2 separate regions of the Columba livia genome follow, and region 1 is linked to region 2. Evidence: chromatin contacts called from public Hi-C data. All regions are on one chromosome and are shown on one strand. The core of a region is the stretch at or near the end of the contact, and the rest is flanking DNA. Distances in the headings are between cores, read along the strand shown. Region 1 has its middle 6.8 kb from the start of WASF2. Region 2 holds the start of CD164L2 (CD164 molecule like 2).

Region 1 (3,858 bases), core at 593-3,092, 49 kb before region 2:
TTGGGGGTGCATGACCGTCCCCTTGCCTCCAACATGACGTTTCCCGCAAGCATCAAATTTGCTCTTTTCCCGTCATTTTTCGTCTCGTTTCAGGTGGGCAAAAGCAGCAGCGCAGGAAGATTAAATCCATTGTGGGCTGATGAACACCCTGTTAAGGTGGGTGCAATTTCCACCCCCCAGGAAGGTAAATCCTGCCTGCAGACACCGCCTGGCACGGCCGCATCTCGCCGGGCAGTGCCGGCTGCTCGGAGCACAGCTTGATTTTATTTATTTATTACATTTTTTTAAGACTCAATTAAATCTATCAAGCAGCGTGCGCCGTTTCTGAGCCTGAAAAGCCTGGTGATTGGGCTGATTGCTGGGGGTTTATCAGCACAGCCCAGCACCGCCGCCACTGCCAGGCCCGGCGCTCGCCGGGGTTTTGCCAGCAGAGCCGGCGTGGGGGGGTGGAGGTAAAATAAAGGGAGAAAAGCCTTCGAAATTTGGTGGGGAAATGGTTGGTTTGCTGCTTCTTGATTCTGTACAGCACTGGCTTATTGAAGGTGTCTGGGTGATGCTTGAGGGGACACCTGGGGCAGGTGCCCAGGGTGACATGGGGTGAATAGGGAGAGCCTGGTCTGTGGGTGCCTGGCTGTACCTGCCCGGCCACGCTGCTTCCTCGGGCTGGAAAATGGTGGTATTAATTAAGCAGCTTTGCTGGGAAGAGGTTTCTGGCCTCTGGTGGTGCTAACAATGCCGGAGCCGGCGATGGTGCTTGGAGCTGGGGATGGTGCGGGACGACGGGATGGAGGATGCTCCACATCCCGGGTACCGGCAGAGCAGTGACCCCAGAGCCGCAGTGACCCCGGAGCCACAGTGAACCAGAGCTTTGCCACGGGGAGTGCAGCTCATTGCGCCACTGCCGGGATCCGGCATGTGCCAGGAAAAGGCAGCTCTGCGGCCATTTCGACGTTTTTCCATTCCCTTGGAAACACGGCAGGAATTTGCCCTCCTCCCCCTGCCCAGCGCATGGGGACAGACCGGGGGGACAAGGCTGGGGAAATGCCCTGTTCCTGGCCATGTGGGGGCAGAGGACGGGGTGTGTGGGTGCACACGTGTTGCACACCCGCTCCCGGTTGCACCATCGCCCCAGCACAGGGAAGCACACGGGATGCCCGTGCCGGTGCCGAGCTCACACCAGCACCCAGCTCTGCCGCTGCCCATCGGCACCCGGAGAGGGGCGAGGGCCACGTCACCCACCCCAGCCCCACGGTTGGGGCCGGGGAGGCAGCGGCAGCACCCTGGAACTGCCCGAGGAGGTTTGGACACCCCCTTCTCCTTCAAATTAATGGCTGTGCCGTGAAGAAAATTGAAGCCATTATTCTTAGCTCGCATCCTTTATACCCACCAACTTCAACCACTTGACATGCTAATCACAAGCTAACGAGGAAGGGAGGCGATTTCCCACGTCAGACCTGCAATCCACTGCATCTGGCAGCCGGGGTGGGGAGCATCTTGTGGCGGGGGGGCCCCGGCACCCCATCCCAATGCCAGCACCCCATCCCAACACCGGCACCCAGCCGTCACCCCAGCCCTTCCCACCATGAGCACCCTGGCAAACAGCCCCTTTTGCAGCCCCCCACGTCTACAGGGGCCGCTGCCCCGCCCAGGACAGCCAGGGAGGGGACCTGGGGTGCTGGCGATGCCCCAGGCCTGCTGTGCCGTGTCCCCTCCGCGGGCTCAGCCTCCCGCGCCGGCAGCGGGGGCGGCGCAGAGCCCAGCTGGAGCACCAGACCACCCCGGCTATTCCCAGAGGAAGAGCCAGGCCCTGGGAAGATATTTCCACCCCCCAGCCCTGTCCCCGCTCCATCCTCCACCGCAGCTCGGGCTCCCCGTGCGCCCCGCGTCCAGCTGAGCCCCGGCGCGCTCGGCGCACCCGCCGCAGGGCCCGTCCCCAGCCACCCCGCGCTGGATGCGACCCAGCTGCCGGCCGGGCAGAAAGCTCTGGAGTCCATTAACATTCCCTCGAGCGATCTAATCCCCCTCTCTGCCCTGGCTCTGGCTTTTTACTTGGTTTTAATCAAGCCCAGCCTGGCGCCTTTTAAATCACCGGGGCGGATGGCACCCGCTCCCGCGCGGCACACGGGTGCTGTGGGTGCCGGCGCGGAGGGGGCGGCGGGGGCCGGGGGGGCAGAGCGTTTGCAGAGGTCTCCACTCTCCAGTAATTTCAAAAGGCGTTTTGGAGCCGGAGGAGCTGAGCTCAGCAGAGCAGGGGCCAGGAAAGCCAGGGAATAAAAGCAAAGGGGTTGTTATTAATATTTGCTGGATGATGATGGTGTGTGGGGGGGTGGGCTGTGTGCCCACCCCGTGGTGAAAGGGCACACTGGGGTCCCTGTGAAGGGAGGGGGATTTGGCAGCCGGACGCCTGGGTTCCTTCCTGGCACCCCGTGATGGAGTGGGGGGTGCGGGATCTGTGCCAGCACCCTGGGGACCCTGGCTGCTCCTAAACCAAAGCGTAGGGCACAGCTGGGGGGTGTCAGGGGGCACTCCGGCCCCACCTGGGGTGGAGGCACCCGGGGGATTCCCATGGGGACCAGAAGGGCGGGAGGGGAGGGCACCCATGGGGCTCAGTCTCCAGGGACTTCACCATGTCCCTGAGCAGGAGCCTGGGGGGGAAGTGTCCCCAGGTGGGGTCCCAAACATGTCCCCTTTGGGGAAGGGGCAACTGGGGGCTCTGTGGGGTCTTGGTGGCCGTGCCCCATGGGAAGGAGTGATGCTGAGATCCCCCCAGGCTGGCAGTGGGGCTGGAGGGGGCTCTGGGGGTGCTGGGGAGGGCAGGGGGGCCAAGTGGCAGCATGTGGGGTTTTGGTGGGCAGAGCGTGAGCCGAAGCATCGGTTGTCGCGGGGCCCTGGCGGTGCGAGTTATCAGCGGCGGCAGAAGCACCGGTGCTTCCCGGCCGGGTGTGCGCCGGCTCCTCGGGGACGGATTAAGGGGATTATGTTATTATTTGTTATCACTGAGGGGGAAGAAAAAAAGGAAGAAACCTCCTTTGCTAGGGAACTCTGCTGAATTGGAGCAGAGATTCACCCCCCGTCTGGGCTGGACTGGGACTGGGAAAGGGACAGGGACTGAGATGGGGACTGGGACTGGGACTGGGACAGGGACAGGGACTGGAACTGGGACTGAGACAGGGACTGGGGCTGGGAAAGGGACAGGGACTGGGACTGAGACTGGGACTGAGACAGGGACTGGGGCTGGGGCTGGGATTGGGACTGGGACTGAGACAGGGACTGGGACTGGGATTGGTACTGGGACTGGGACTGGGATTGGGACTGGGACAAGGACTGGGACTGGGAAAGGGACAGGGACAGGGACTGGAACTGGAACTGGGACTGAGACAGGGACTGGGATTGGGACTGAGACAGGGACTGGGGCTGGGACGGGGAAAGGGACAGGGACAGGGACTGGGACTGGGACTGAGACAGGGACTGGGGCTGGGGCTGGGATTGGGACTGGGACTGGGACTGGGACTGGGACTGGGGCTGGGATTGGTACTGGGACTGGGATTGGGACTGGGATGGCTCCTGCAGGCACTGGGGCTGCCCCTGCCCGGAATGGGGGTCTGGGGGGGCTGCCAGGGGAGCACAGTGGGGTGACACAAGGCCACCGGGTCCCTGGGGAGCCACCTCGCCTGCAAGCCACATGTGGGACACAGTTTTGGAGGTTTTTGCTCTGCCCGGAGCAGAGGAAATGGCAGCTCTTCTTCAGTCCCCTGGGACGGTGGGGACCGTCGCCCCCGTGGGGACATGGTGACACCCCAGCTCTGGGGGGACTGTCCCTGTGGTTTGGTGTGGGGAGTGACGCTGTGCCCCAGGGGT
Region 2 (4,141 bases), core at 330-2,829:
TGTTCCCCTCTCCCCAGTGCCCCCCCGGTGTCCGTGTCCCCCCCCGGGTGCCAGGCACTCACCTGCCGGGATGCTCGGGCTGGGGTCCCGCTGCCATGGGCGCCGCCGAGTTATAGTGACCGAGCCCCGCCGGGGGGCTGGGGGTGCGGGGGGGTGACTCACCACCGTGCCCCCCCCCCAAGCCCCGTTCTCCCCGCTGTGACGTCAATGGCGCGTCGGAGCCAATCAGCGCCCCGAGAGGCAGAGCGGGCGCGCGCGCGCCGCATAGTAATCGCGCCGGGCATGGAGCAGCTCATTCATAAAAACAGCCCCCCCCCCCCCCCCCATCCCACGCCACCCCCGGGACACCCCCAGCCCGGGTCCCCCCGCCACGTCCTTGCAGAGGAGGGGGGAGCCGGCTTCCCTCGCCCCCCCTGGCAGAGATCTGGGGGCTCCGCTTTGCACGGTGGGCATGGAGGAGGCGGCTCGGAGGACAGCGTGGGGGACGAAGTTGGGTCCTCCTCCGCCCCCCGCACAGCCGGGCGTGCGCAGCCCCCACCTCCGCTTCAGGAGCGGGTCCCAGCGGGCCGACTTTCCCACGCGGGCCTGAATAATTCATCGCCCGGAGAACCGGGAAGGTCTGGCCCGGCCGGGGGCGCTGCGGGAAGAGTGGCTGGCAGGGAGCCCCCACCCTGGGGAAGGAGGAAGGGGAAGGCGTGCGCACCCCCGGGACCCTGCCGGGACTCTCCCCGCCCCGGTTCCTCGAAGCCCGGTGCGTTCCAGGGCTTCTCGAGCAACCTGCCCCCGCCAGGGTGTCAGGAGCCCCCGGTGCTCCCGGGCGGAGCTGCGGCCGCCCCAGCGGGGAACGGCCAGGGCTCCCGGCCCAGTTCGGCCCGGCCCGGTTCGGCCCGGCCGGAGCTGTTCGCGGTGCTGAACTCAGCCGCGACGGCCCCGGGTCCCGGTGGGGCCGCCCCCCCCCCCCGCATCTCCGCCGGCTGCGGCCGCGTCTCGGGAGGGGCCGGGACCGGCGGAGGAACTCGCTGCAGCCCGGGGAGGGGGCTGGGGGTGCGGGGGCTGGGGGGTGCGGCGGGGCGGCTGCGGTACGGGTGCGGTGCGCGTCGGGTGTGCGGACAGAGTAGGGGCAGTGCGTGCAGTGCGTGTGCGGTGTGCAGGGTGTTCGGCGGGCTGTGTGCATGCAGTGAGTGCAGTGAGCGCACGGTGTGCGGTGAGCGCACGGTGTGCGGTGCTCAGACAGTGTGCAGTGCGCGAAATGTCCGGGGCGTGCAATTCACACACAGTGTGCAGTGTGTGCGGTGTGTGCAGTGCAGGGTGTGCAGTGCACGCACAGTGTGCGGGGTGTGCGGTGTGTGCAGTGCAGGGTGTGCAGTGCAGGGTGTGCAGTGCAGCGGAGCAGGGCGTGCTGGGGGTGCAGTGCCTGGACCCCCGAGACCGGAGCAACCCCGTCTTTCCCAGGCCCGGGCAGAGCGCAGGCGGTGGGGGATGGAGGGGGGCGCGCACCCCGGAGCGGGACCCCGTCATGGACCGGGCCCCCCGGGGCGGGGCGGGACAAGGCGGGGCCGCCCCTCCCCGCCCCCCCCCCGCCCCCGGGGCCGCCTCCCGCGGGCGCGCATGTGCCCGTGCCTCCGCTCCGCTCTCCCGGGAGCTCCGCGGCGCCGCAGCCGACACCTCCCGCTGGGACCGGGCTGAGCTGAGCCTGGCTAAGTCGAGCGTAGCCGGGCCGGGCCATGGCCCCGCCGTGCACCGGGACGCTGCGCTGCGCGCTGCTGTGCGCGCTGCTGTGTGCGCAGGGGCCCGAACCCACCCGCGCAGGTACGGCCGGGGACGCGGGGGGCGCCCGGGGGCGGGGGGAACTTTGCCCGTGACCCCTTTTCCCGTGATGGGACCGGGAGAGCCCCGTTCCCTCGGCTGGCCCCGGTTTGGGGGGAGAAGGGTCCCTGTTCCTGCTCCCAACCGGGGGGGCTGGGACCCCCAGAGCCAGGAGGGGTGCCCTGAGCTGATGTGGGACAAATGGGGTGCAGGGTCTGGCTTCCTCTCCAAAAAGCGGAGGGAACTCGTGGTTTGTGGCGGTTTCTGTGCTGGGGGAGCAGGGAGTGGAGCCGTCACCTCCTGCCCGGGGTGCAACTCTGGGCATCAATTATGCAAACCCCAGGCTTGCCTCTGCTCCCCTTCTCCAACCCCCGCTGTTCACGGGAGACTTTTCCACCCTGACCCGTCCCACCGGGACCCACGCGTGTTCCTGGAGCACCCATCGGGACGGGGCTGCCCTCAGCCAGCCCCACTGCCCCCCGTTTGTTTCCTTCTCGCTCCTCACACCTGACGGCAGGAGCGGGAGTTGACAACGTTGGGCTCAAACGTCTGTTCCTGTGCCTGCTGCGATAAAAATAACTTAAATTATAAACCTGCCTGAAACCCTTGCGAACAAAGTCCTACTTTCCCATTGGTTCCCGGCAGGTCTCTAAATGCTGGAGGGGGGGCCCAGCGTCGTGCCCACCACGCCGTAGCCATGGCAATGGGTCTGCAGCATCCCGCCGCATGCCTTACACTACCTTTGCTTTCACTGTGGGGGCACCGGGGCAAGGAAGGGGCCTCTGGATTCAGCTGGATATGGCCTGAGCAGCCAGGAGGACCCTAAAAGCTGGGGGTGGGGTGGGCTGGAGGTGCCCACCCCAAAGGGATATGGTGTGGTGGGGAGCCCTCTGCAAAGCACTGCTGGTGGGGATGGGGCGCAGCAAAGCCAACCACAAGGCCAAGTTGGGTCCCTGTGTGGCCGAGACACATGGGGAGCCAGGCCAGGGGGGTCCCAGCCCCCAGCACCCTCCTGCGAGTCCTGCGGGGGTTGTGTGTCCCCTGAGAGCCTGGAGACGTGCCCAGGGTGGGGAACGGCTCTTGGCTCCGTCCCGGGATGGTGCAAACGCAGGCGTGGGACGCAGCGAGGAGCAGCAGGGCCCGGCCGCAGCTCGCTGTTGCAGCCTCCCTCGCTGCCAGGCAGCCTGTAAATTAATGATGAGCGTGGGGGGGGGAAGAGCTCATGGCAGAGCAGCTCCAGGAACGCCCAAGTGCCTCACTGCCATTGCCAGGGCAATGGGGAAAAGGGGATGTCCCATGGAATGGTTTGGAGGGGCAATGGGGCTTAAATAACCCCATTGGGGCTGCTGGGAGCAGCTGGGCTGGTGCTGCTGCCTTGTTTCTTTTAAGCCTCCACCAGAAGATCCAAGGCCGGAGGGGCCCTGTGGACCACTGTGGGTGATGGGGGGAGCCTGGGTGGCCGTGGGTGCTGTGGGGTGTCCCCTCTGCGGAGAGCTGGTGATGCTACAAACACCCACAGCTGGCTGGGACGGGTCTGTTAATGCATTTGGTGCTGTGAGAGGTGCCATCACCCCTTACCCTGCATTGGGAGAAATCCTCCTCCGTGCAGCAGGGGGTGCAGCCCCGAGCCCGGCTGATGGGGGGCCGGATGGTGACCCTGCCCTCCCCCTGTCCCAGCTTCGGCAGGAGAGTGCAGCGAGCTGAGGTCCTGCGAGACATGCACGGCTGGCACAGCACCGCACAACGTCAGCGGCTGCGTCTGGGTGGGCTGCGGGACCCCCGAGGAGCCAGGTGAGAGGATTCGGACATGCGGGGGGACAATGGGGGGCCACCAGCCTTGAGCCTTGGGCTCAGCACCCTTGGGTGCCTTGTCTCAGTGGCTTTCCATGCTGAAGGCCAATCTCACCCCATGGGTAGAGGAGCACCAAGTGATGGAGATGTGAGAGAGCCAGTGGCTTATAAAGCCCTTTTTTGGGCTCTTCCCTGCAAGGGTGCAGATGCAAGCCCAGCTCACAGCCCCTTGGATGGATGCCTGCCCCTGGGAACTGGTCCTCACCATCCCAAACCATCGGGTTCCCTGGGCCCAAACGCCATCAGCTGCACTGGGTGCCCCTGGGGGCTGATTTTCTGGGGGTTATTGTGGGAAACTCTGCTCCCCGTTCCCACAGAGCTGGGGAGCTGCGTGCAGAGCGGGGCGGCCGCGCGGGAGACCTGTGTGCTCTACAACACCAGCACCCTGTGTCAAGGTAACGCAGCTCCCCCTGCCACAGCAAGACCCCAAAACCAGCAGCCTTGGGGATGGGGGTGCTGCCATGGGTGTTGGGATTGTGGGGGT

The links. Hi-C and Micro-C count contacts between places; a contact is called where the count stands out from the background.
Region 1: a Hi-C map of crop shows a contact between it and region 2, with 1.4 times the contacts expected there. The contact joins the enhancer-like site here to the promoter of CD164L2 in region 2.

Annotation. Positions count from the first base shown.
Region 1 is chr26:5,358,920-5,362,777 of bColLiv1.pat.W.v2, reverse strand. No RefSeq gene overlaps it. Among named protein-coding and RNA genes, the nearest start is that of WASF2, 6.8 kb to the right of the region's middle. Within about 2 kb of position 1,842, at least 1 of the 3 cell types and tissues checked has an H3K27ac peak away from gene starts, as active enhancers do.
Region 2 is chr26:5,309,232-5,313,372 of bColLiv1.pat.W.v2, reverse strand. CD164L2 (CD164 molecule like 2) reads left to right here and starts at 1,579. Exons shown (of 6, transcript XM_065041942.1): 1 at 1,579-1,809; 2 at 3,484-3,597; 3 at 3,975-4,052. The coding sequence starts at 1,725. It overlaps GPR3 (G protein-coupled receptor 3), which reads right to left and starts at 269. Exons shown (of 2, transcript XM_065041941.1): 1 at 63-269.